Regions from separate parts of the Ovis aries genome. Here region 2 is linked to region 1. A link is a contact called in public Hi-C data. All regions are on one chromosome and are shown on one strand. The core of a region is the stretch at or near the end of the contact, and the rest is flanking DNA. Distances in the headings are between cores, read along the strand shown.

What was found. A called contact is a pair of places that touch in the nucleus more often than the background predicts.
Region 2: a Hi-C map of liver shows a contact between it and region 1, with 2.0 times the contacts expected there. The contact joins the promoter of DPF3 here to the enhancer-like site in region 1. A contact is called at or near these places in 2 of 16 Hi-C or Micro-C datasets (liver and muscle).

What each region holds. Positions count from the first base shown.
Region 1 is chr7:82,340,814-82,344,779 of ARS-UI_Ramb_v3.0, forward strand. The region is part of intron 3 of DPF3 (double PHD fingers 3); the gene reads right to left. Among named protein-coding and RNA genes, the nearest start is that of DPF3, 150 kb to the right of the region's middle. Within about 2 kb of position 1,733, at least 6 of the 54 cell types and tissues checked have an H3K27ac peak or open chromatin away from gene starts, as enhancers often do. A contact at or near this core is called in liver and muscle, where this site is marked.
Region 2 is chr7:82,488,580-82,492,892 of ARS-UI_Ramb_v3.0, forward strand. It overlaps DPF3 (double PHD fingers 3), which reads right to left and starts at 2,068. Exons shown (of 11, transcript XM_012181974.4): 1 at 2,024-2,068. The coding sequence starts at 2,055.

The DNA.
Region 1 (3,966 bases), core at 483-2,982:
GAACTTAGCGGCAAGGTGAGGGAGGGGAAGGACAGCGGGACTGGATGGAGTGATGAAATGGTTCAAGGGAATACCGATCACCGGAAAGTGCAGGAAGCTGGGGTGAAATCTCAGGTCTCGTACCCTGCACAGCACACTTGGCCTTGTTCTCCTCGTCTGCAGAACAAAGTCCACTTCCCAGTGTGGTTATGGGGCCAGATGAGATCATGGACATAGAGTGTTTGGACAGGGAGAAGCTCGGTTCATGAAAGCCTCTTTTTCACCTCCTAGAGTCTCCCTCTCCTTGCACTCCTAAGCAAAACTCCTCCCCTTCTAATACACTCAGACCATCAGATGTGGTGAGACACAGCCCCCCCAACATGGACATGGGCCCAGGGGGAATGGAAGCAAAGAAGCCAAGTATGGAGCAGAGGACAGAGGAGGCCGAGGGTGGGACTCGCCGGGGATGCATCCAGAAGATTTGGAGATCATAGCAGAACTACATGGACGAGCTCGTGCTCTACTCTTTCACTTGACAAGTAATTACTGAGCATTTACTGTGTACCAGGCTCTGTTCTAGGTGCTGAGGACACAGCTATGAACAAGAGACAGAAATTCTTGCCCTCGTAGAAGTTATATTCTAGTGGCATCGAAACAAGACAGAAAATAAACAAGCAAGACCCATAGAATGGCAGATAGCAATCATCGTTTTGGAGATAAACAAAGAGGGGGTGGGGGGGCCAGCGATAGGGGAATCTGGAACATCAGGAGTGATGGGAGGGTGGATCCACATTTAAACGTGGTCTGGAAAGCACTAACCTGAAGGAGCAGGGAGGGGGCCATACTGCTTATCGCGAAAGGATGTTCTAGGCAAAGGAGCTAGCACAAAAAGGCTCTGAAGCTGGGGTCTGTCTGCCCAGAGCACAGTGAGCCAGGGGGAGAGCAAGAGCCCAGTTCAGAGAGTGCTGGGGCCTTGAAGGGCTGTGTAGGCCTCTGCAAGAATGCTTACTCCCTTGGACTGCAAGGGGATCAAACCAATCAATCCTAAAGGAAATCAACCCTGAATATTCACTGGAAGGACTGACGCTGAAGTGCCAGTACTTTGGCCACCTGATGCGAAGAGCCGACTCATTGGAAAAGACTCTGATGCTAGGAAAGATTGAGGGCAGGAAGAGAAGGGGACGACAGAGGATGAGACGGTTGGATGACATCACTGAGTCAATGGACATGAGTTTGAGCAACTCCAGGAGAGAGTGAAAGACAGGGAAGCCTGGCGTGCTGCAGTCCATGGCATCACAAAGAGTCAGACAGGACTGAGCAACTGAACAACAACAGCTTCTGAAGACACGGGCAGTTTCAAGCTAAGGGTGACAATACGATGTATATATCTCAATCGGATCATTCTGAAATTAACTGAAGGTGAAAGTGAGGGGACCACCAATGAGCCAGTGCTTAGGAAAGGGCCCCGTCCTCATGATGCCTACGTCTTGGTGGCTAGATACATCCAGAGGGCAGTCCCCTGGCCCCTGAGCAGGGAACATCCCCACACAGTGAATCAGGATAGAGCCCAGGTGTGGAGAATGGGTGCCCAGTGCCAAGGGACAAAGGAATGAAGCTACACCAGGGCAAGTTCACAGAGGAGTGGTTCTTAGAGAAGGCAGATCGGCCTAGCCCAAGGGCAGGAGAAAAGACCCAGCAGGCAGGCCCAGCCTAGCACCATGGGATGACAGGTGTTTGTGAAACAGAGAGGAAGCCTTCCAAGTTTATCTCTGCGCTCCCCACAGCAGATGCCAGAGGACCGAGTCCTGGGACACAGGGGTGAACTTGGGCAAGCTGTGGTTCTGGGAAAGGCAGATCCCATAGCCAGATGCCAGGTCTTCTCAGGACAGAAGGTGCTAGCTTTGGGCTTTTAAAGACTGTAAGGCAGAATGTGTTCCCATTCTGGCCACATGGCATACACTCTGCCAGCTGGGTGGTGAGCTGCCTGCAGTGAGCACACACTGGGGATAGGAACAGCATCAGCTGAGGTCCCCTCAGCCCACCCAGCAGTGCTACGTGGGGGTGGCATCAGCGGTGCCTCTTCACATCTGCCAAGCCCTCCAGCCCCACGTTCCAGCGGGACTCTCAGAAAAATCCCAGCAAACAAGCAGAGCAGCTGCCACAATACACATTTCACAGATGGAGAATCAAGGCCAGGGTGGTTAGGTGACAGCTCAAAATCACACAGCCAGGGGTGGAAGGGTCAGGACTTGAACCCAGGTCTTGTGATTCCTTTTGGACGCCTTTTCTCCTGCAGAGCACAGTTGTTCGACATACTGAAGGCCCCTCTGTGAGCTCAAACCAAAGACAGGAAAGATGGTAAAGCCAGGACAGAACCCCCCCCCAAGACTGGCCTGGGCAGTGGATGGGAAGGCCAGGTTAGCTCCAAAGGCTCCCCTTTGCCTGCTCAAGCTCCCTCCTCTGTGCAAGGGCCACAGTGAGAACTAAGCCACATTCTTCAAGCTCGAGATCAGAGACCAGGAGGCCCTTTTCTTTCCTTCATCCTTTTCATAAATCTTTGCTGTCCACCTACTATGTGCCAAGTCGGGTACAGGGTGTTGGGGATATAGTTGAAGTACTGCATGGGCCTCTGAACTCAAACTGTGCACCTTCCAGGAGGGAGAGATACAAGTGCACAGGCCCTGGTATAACAGGGCGACAGTCTCACAAGCTATGTTCTAAACGTGGCTCCGCCAAGCCCAGCTGCAAAATCCAGTCGTGCAGTCCCTGCAGCCACAATGCACACAGCCCGGCCGACTCCCAGCGGCTGCCCAATTCCTGGACCAGCCCCGGCTCCCATAGCCCTACAGGACAGTGCCAGAATCCCAGGCCCCTTCCCCCAGACCCGGCGCCTGTCCCCAGACTACCAGGAGGGCACGAAGCCGGGGGTGGAGGGGCCTGCCCACCTCTCTCCGGCTCACGAGGCCAACAAGAGCTGAAGAAGCTGCTGTTGCCGGCCTCCAGAATGGATGGCTGCAGCTCTTGACACTGCAGGAAAGAGATAAATGACTGGTCATTTCCCCCGATGCACTTGAAGGCATCCATTCTCTCGGCCGTACCACGCTCAGGCAACCCCCCGCGCGGGGACAGATAAGCACTGACAGATGGGGTGGGGAGCCCAGCGTCCTTCCCCGCCACCCCCCCGCGGAAGGACACAGCCGGACTCCTCTGCAGACCGGCAGAAGGTCACGTTGTCCGTTGGCTCACACCTGGCTGGGGGCTCTACGGGTCCCTTCCCCTGCGTGCCCCCATCTCGCACACCACACCCCCCCACCCTCCACCGGCTCATCCCTGCGAGGAGGAGAGACGGAAGCGGGGGTGGGGTGGGGGGCCAGAGGGAGCCAGCTGACAGGCTCATCAATCTCAGGCTACATGCTTGGCACATCGGCGTTCCGTAAGTTGTTCTGGGGCTGGGAGGGTGCCGGAGGAGTCGGAGGGACTGTCTCGAGGAGAAGAGAAATCGAGCCGAACATCAGAGAGCAAATGGTGGAAGAAGCCGGGAGACTATTAAAATGTGGGCCATGTACAAAAGCAGTAGGGAACTAATTAAGATGCAGGATTTTCAAAAGCTGGGGAAGTTGGCCGCGGCCCGCTCCCATCTGTAGAGTTCTGGCAGTTCGGTGCGGCAGGGACAGCACCCTAGGCAGGCGAAGTAGGCCGCTCCATCACTGCCCCCGCAGGCCAGACTCGGGCCTGGACTGCCTCCTTAGGAGGCACCCCCCCCCCCCCAAGGGTCCCTGAGACTTGCTTGGTGGCCGGCTATGGCACACTCTACTTTGGGCCTTACCTTCAACTACCATCCCCCAAGGGTTTCTGCCCAACCATTCATGTTCCCTCAATAACATGTGGGGGAGGTGGTGATTATCCTGGTCAATCATGCCCAGTCATTGAACAGCAGCCAAAAAAAAAAAAAAACCCAAGAGAAAGAACCAGAACCCTGTTCCTGGC
Region 2 (4,313 bases), core at 818-3,317, 150 kb after region 1:
GGAAACAAACCTGGCGCACAGGCGAAATAGATTTCTCTAACTTGAGTTTACCAGGAGGCATCAGCCCCGCTATGCGTTTTCGGCTGGAAATGTGAAAACTGCAAATCAGCTGTGGGCTCGGTTAAAAACTCACAGCATCAGCGATGTGGCTAGCGAGAGCGACGAAGAGAGGGGATGCCGCGAAGTTACGCCCATTTATTCTGCCATAAAACATTTGTTTTCTTGGGTGAAACACTGTGGCGTTCAAGTGCAGTGTGTCGGAGCTTCCGAGCGAGAACTGAAGCCGGGAGCTGCTCTCTAATCAGCCCCAGCTTCCAACGTCCTCTTAGCAGCGTTCGTGTGTGTGTGCGCGTGTGTGTGTGTGTGTGTGTGTGTGTGTGTGTGTGTGTGTGTATGTAAAACTCCAAAATCTGGGACATTCCTACCCTTTTCCCCTATTACCGATAGGAAATAGCTGGTGCAAACACTTCCCATTTTCTCGGCGCTTTCCTTGGCGTTAAGACCCACCCCCCCCCCCCACCCCCGCTGCCCTCCTCCCACCCCGCGTGCGAACCTGGCTTTCAACTCCTAGGGGAGCCGCGGGTGCGGACGCGGAGGCGCTGAGTTGAAAGAACCAGAGTGGGCATCAGCCACGCACCGTAGAGAATCCGGCACGAAACGCCCCCCCCCCGCCCCCGACACACACACCCGCACCTCCCTCTCTCCTCTCGCCCGCGGCTTCCAGCCCAGCTGCGAAGTCCTAATCCCAGGCGCACAAACCCCCCACCCAGCCACCCACCCACGTCGCGCCGCGATCCGAGGGAGCGCCCCTCTGCCAACATCACTGCCAGTAGCACCCCTGTTAGAGCGATGCTAGTTTCCGAACCACCCCCGGCTCCGCGATCGCGAGCGGACTTGGCGGCTTAACAGTTCCACCGACTGGAAGGAAGGAAGGAAGGAAGCCAGGATAAAAAGGAGTGGGGGAGGAAGGCGGGCAGGAATTGGCTGTGGGACCCGGGGCTGGCCCCTGCGTGTCCTCGCCCAGCCCGCCCCCCTCCGTCCCGGATCTGGGCGTCCGCTCAAAGTCTCCCGGCGGCGGCCAGAGGCACCTGCCCCTCGCTCTGGCCGTGAGCAGACGCTGCCGGCTCGGGCGGCGAGCTCCCCAGTAAGCTGCCTCTCGCTCGCCTTGGCTATTTACCCGCAGGAGCCGATAACACCATTTATGAGACCTGCAGCTCTTCCCTGTCTCCAAATCAACCCCAAGTTAACCCGAGTCGTTCATTTACTACAGCCCATTCCCGGACAAACACACCCGTAGACACACCGGCGACCGCCCGAAGCGCCGTCACGTTCCCGGGGGCTGCCCCGGCAGGAAAGCCCCGGGCAACCACCTGGGCCCCAGGGCTCCCGGGACCCGCTGCTCCCCCCTGCGGTGCTCCCAACTCCGGAAGGTTTGCACAAACTCCCCGCAAGCGATCGGAAGGCAGAGAGCGCCCTGCAAACTCCAGAGCTGCCGCGGTCCGGTCGCCCCGGAGGACCTAGCAGCCGGGCGGGGGGCCGCGGGCTCCGGAGGCGCGGGGCTCAGCCAAGTGCGCCCAAGGCGGCCCCAGAGTCCAGCGCTAGCCCCCAGCAGGGCCGGCCCCGCCACCCCCGCGCCGCGCGCCGCGCTCCCCGCCCCGCGAAGCCGGGGAGACTCAGGGGACCGTGCTGTCCCCGAGCTGCCCACGATCCCCTAGCTGTAGAGCTCGCGAGCGCCTGGCTCCCCTACCGACAACCCCTCTCTTCTCGGTCCGCCAATTTAAAAGAACACAAATGTAACAATTTTCTCCTTGTTAATTGCATCTCCTGACATTTCTGCGCGCTGGGGTTTAGGAAAAAAAAAAAAAAAAGATGAAGAAGTAAGAGCTGAAAGAAAAGAGAGAAGCCCCGCCACGGCTGTAGGTGCCTGTAAGCGCTGTGCATTGGCAGCGCTCCGCACGCAGAAGGCGCCTTTTTTTTCATATTGAAACCACGCGGAATATGTACATTTTTTAGTCTTACTTACGCTTTCAGGGGGTTGTGAATGACAGTCGCCATTTTGCTACAATGTAACAGAATATTGTCTGTCTCAGAGTTCTAAAGGTTCGCTCAGGGGAAGCGGAGAGCCAATCAGAGTACGGGATACCGGCCCGCCGGCCAATCGGCGCGGCTGGTCGCCAAGTGGGTGGAGCCTGCACGGTGGTAGTTATTAGGGGAGCTGTCAAAGCCCAGAGGTCACTCCCTTTTGTAGAGCCCGAGAGCAAGCAGGTCTTAAAGGGGCAGTACCGCGCGAGCAGCTCCTTTTCGGATTGGGGAAAGTGGAGACGCACGGAGAAGTATCTTAGTTTGATTTGAATCCCTACTTTCTAAATAACTGCAGAGAGTTGCGCTCCTGGACGAAAATATTTAAGTACTGGATAGAAACATTTAAGTATTGCCAACAAACCGCTGAACTCCATTCATTAGCTTTTGGCTTTGCTGTTACGTTCCTAAATCCCCCAAACGGCAAATCCCCTTGTTCCCATGCAAAAGTTGAAAGGCTGCCGTTTCGTCTAACACGTGTCCTGTCGTTTGCTAATCCTCTGAGTCTTGCGGCTGTTTTATATTCTCCTTCCCGAAGTGTTGTCTTTATCTCGGGCACCTTCCCTTCTTGGCTTCTTGAAATGCCGCCGCCGTTCCTGGAGACTCCAGGACAGCAGCTCCCCTCCCCCTGGAATGTCTTGATGTCAAGCTCGCTCCCTGGGCTTTCGTTACGTAATGCGAGGTGGTCACTCTGACGGATCCCGACTACCCCCTCTTCTCTTCTCACACACACCAGAAACTTCTGAAATGGTCAGATTCCAGCTGACTTGGGAGCTAACTGGGCCCTGGCACCTTGACCTTTAGGCTTAGGGAAGAGGAGATTTAAAGGAACTTTGCAAACTTTTTGCTCCCAGGAAAGCGAGTAACCAGCCAAAAGTTGTGGAACCTAGGCTGGATGTTGCCAGGGTCTCTTTCGGGGAGTAGCACACCCGATTCTGGAGTCACCTTAAGCTGATTAGATAGAAGGTGAAAAGACTTTGCTAATGAATAATCCGATGTGACCCGAGGCGTTCAGAGAGTCTCTGTCTGCTTCAAGCCAGTGCGAACTACTCACTGGTGAACCCCCGACAAAATCAGAAGACTTCTGCGAAGCCAAGCTTCCACTGGGCAGCCTGGAAGCTCTGGGGGGATGAAATCGCACTAAAGCATGAATAGCGGCCTCGTTAGCATACAGAAATCTGGCTCCCGTCCCAAAGTTGTTTAATCGGGTCAAATAGCTAAAATAGTGGGGGAGGGGTGAAAAAAGGGGAGAGGAGATGCCAAATTGCCAGGTTTTCAAAACTGTGCCCTCTCACTTCCTTTCTCAAAGCTGCTCTCAAAGCAATGGATACAATAAATAAAAATTGTTTTATGTTCCAGAATTTTCAGAGTTCAATTCCACACACTATTAAAGTTACAGATAAACAGAAGAGGACTGAATCAATATGTTTGTAAGGCTTGACATTTTTAACCCCTTCTTTCTGCCAAGTTAATAGCAGAGTCAAGTTCTATAGATTGCTGTGTAACTTTTTTTTTTTGAAGTACAGTTGATTTACAGTGTTGTGTTCATTGCTGCTGCACGGCAAAGTGGTTCAGTTATACATACGCATTTTTTTAATATCCTTTTCCATTATGGTTTATCATAGGATATTGAATATAGTTGTCTATGCTATACAGTAGGACCTTGTTGTTTATCCATTCTGTGTATAATAGTTTACATCTGCATCATACATCTGCTAATCCCAAACTCCCTGTGTAACTTCTTGCACAGCATCTTACAATTTGAAAAGTTATTCCCCTTTTCTAAAATTAAAATTTGAAAAGTCTGGTCCTTTATTAATTTGTCAAGGGATTGGTTCAAAAGCTAATACTTTGCCTGTGATGGGCCTTGACAACATTAAAAAGCCCAAGAAGTATGAGTTTGAACTATCAGTCAGAACTCCCAAAGCCTCCTTGAGATATCAAAAGCACAGCACAGGGAACTCAGTTCAGTGTTCTAGGATGATCTAGACGGGTGGGCTGTAGGGGGTGGGAGGGAGGCTTAAGAAGGAGGGGATATAAATATACTTATAGCTGATTCATGTTGTTGTACAGCAGAAACCAGCACATTGTAAAGCAATTATCCTCTGATTAAAATTTTTTTAAAAAAGCATAGCAATTCAGATTGGAAAGCAAAGCATGTTTTAATATATGCACTTGATAAATAATCAGAAAAGGTAGTGCCTGCCCTGAACAAGGCTTACAATAGGAGAGGG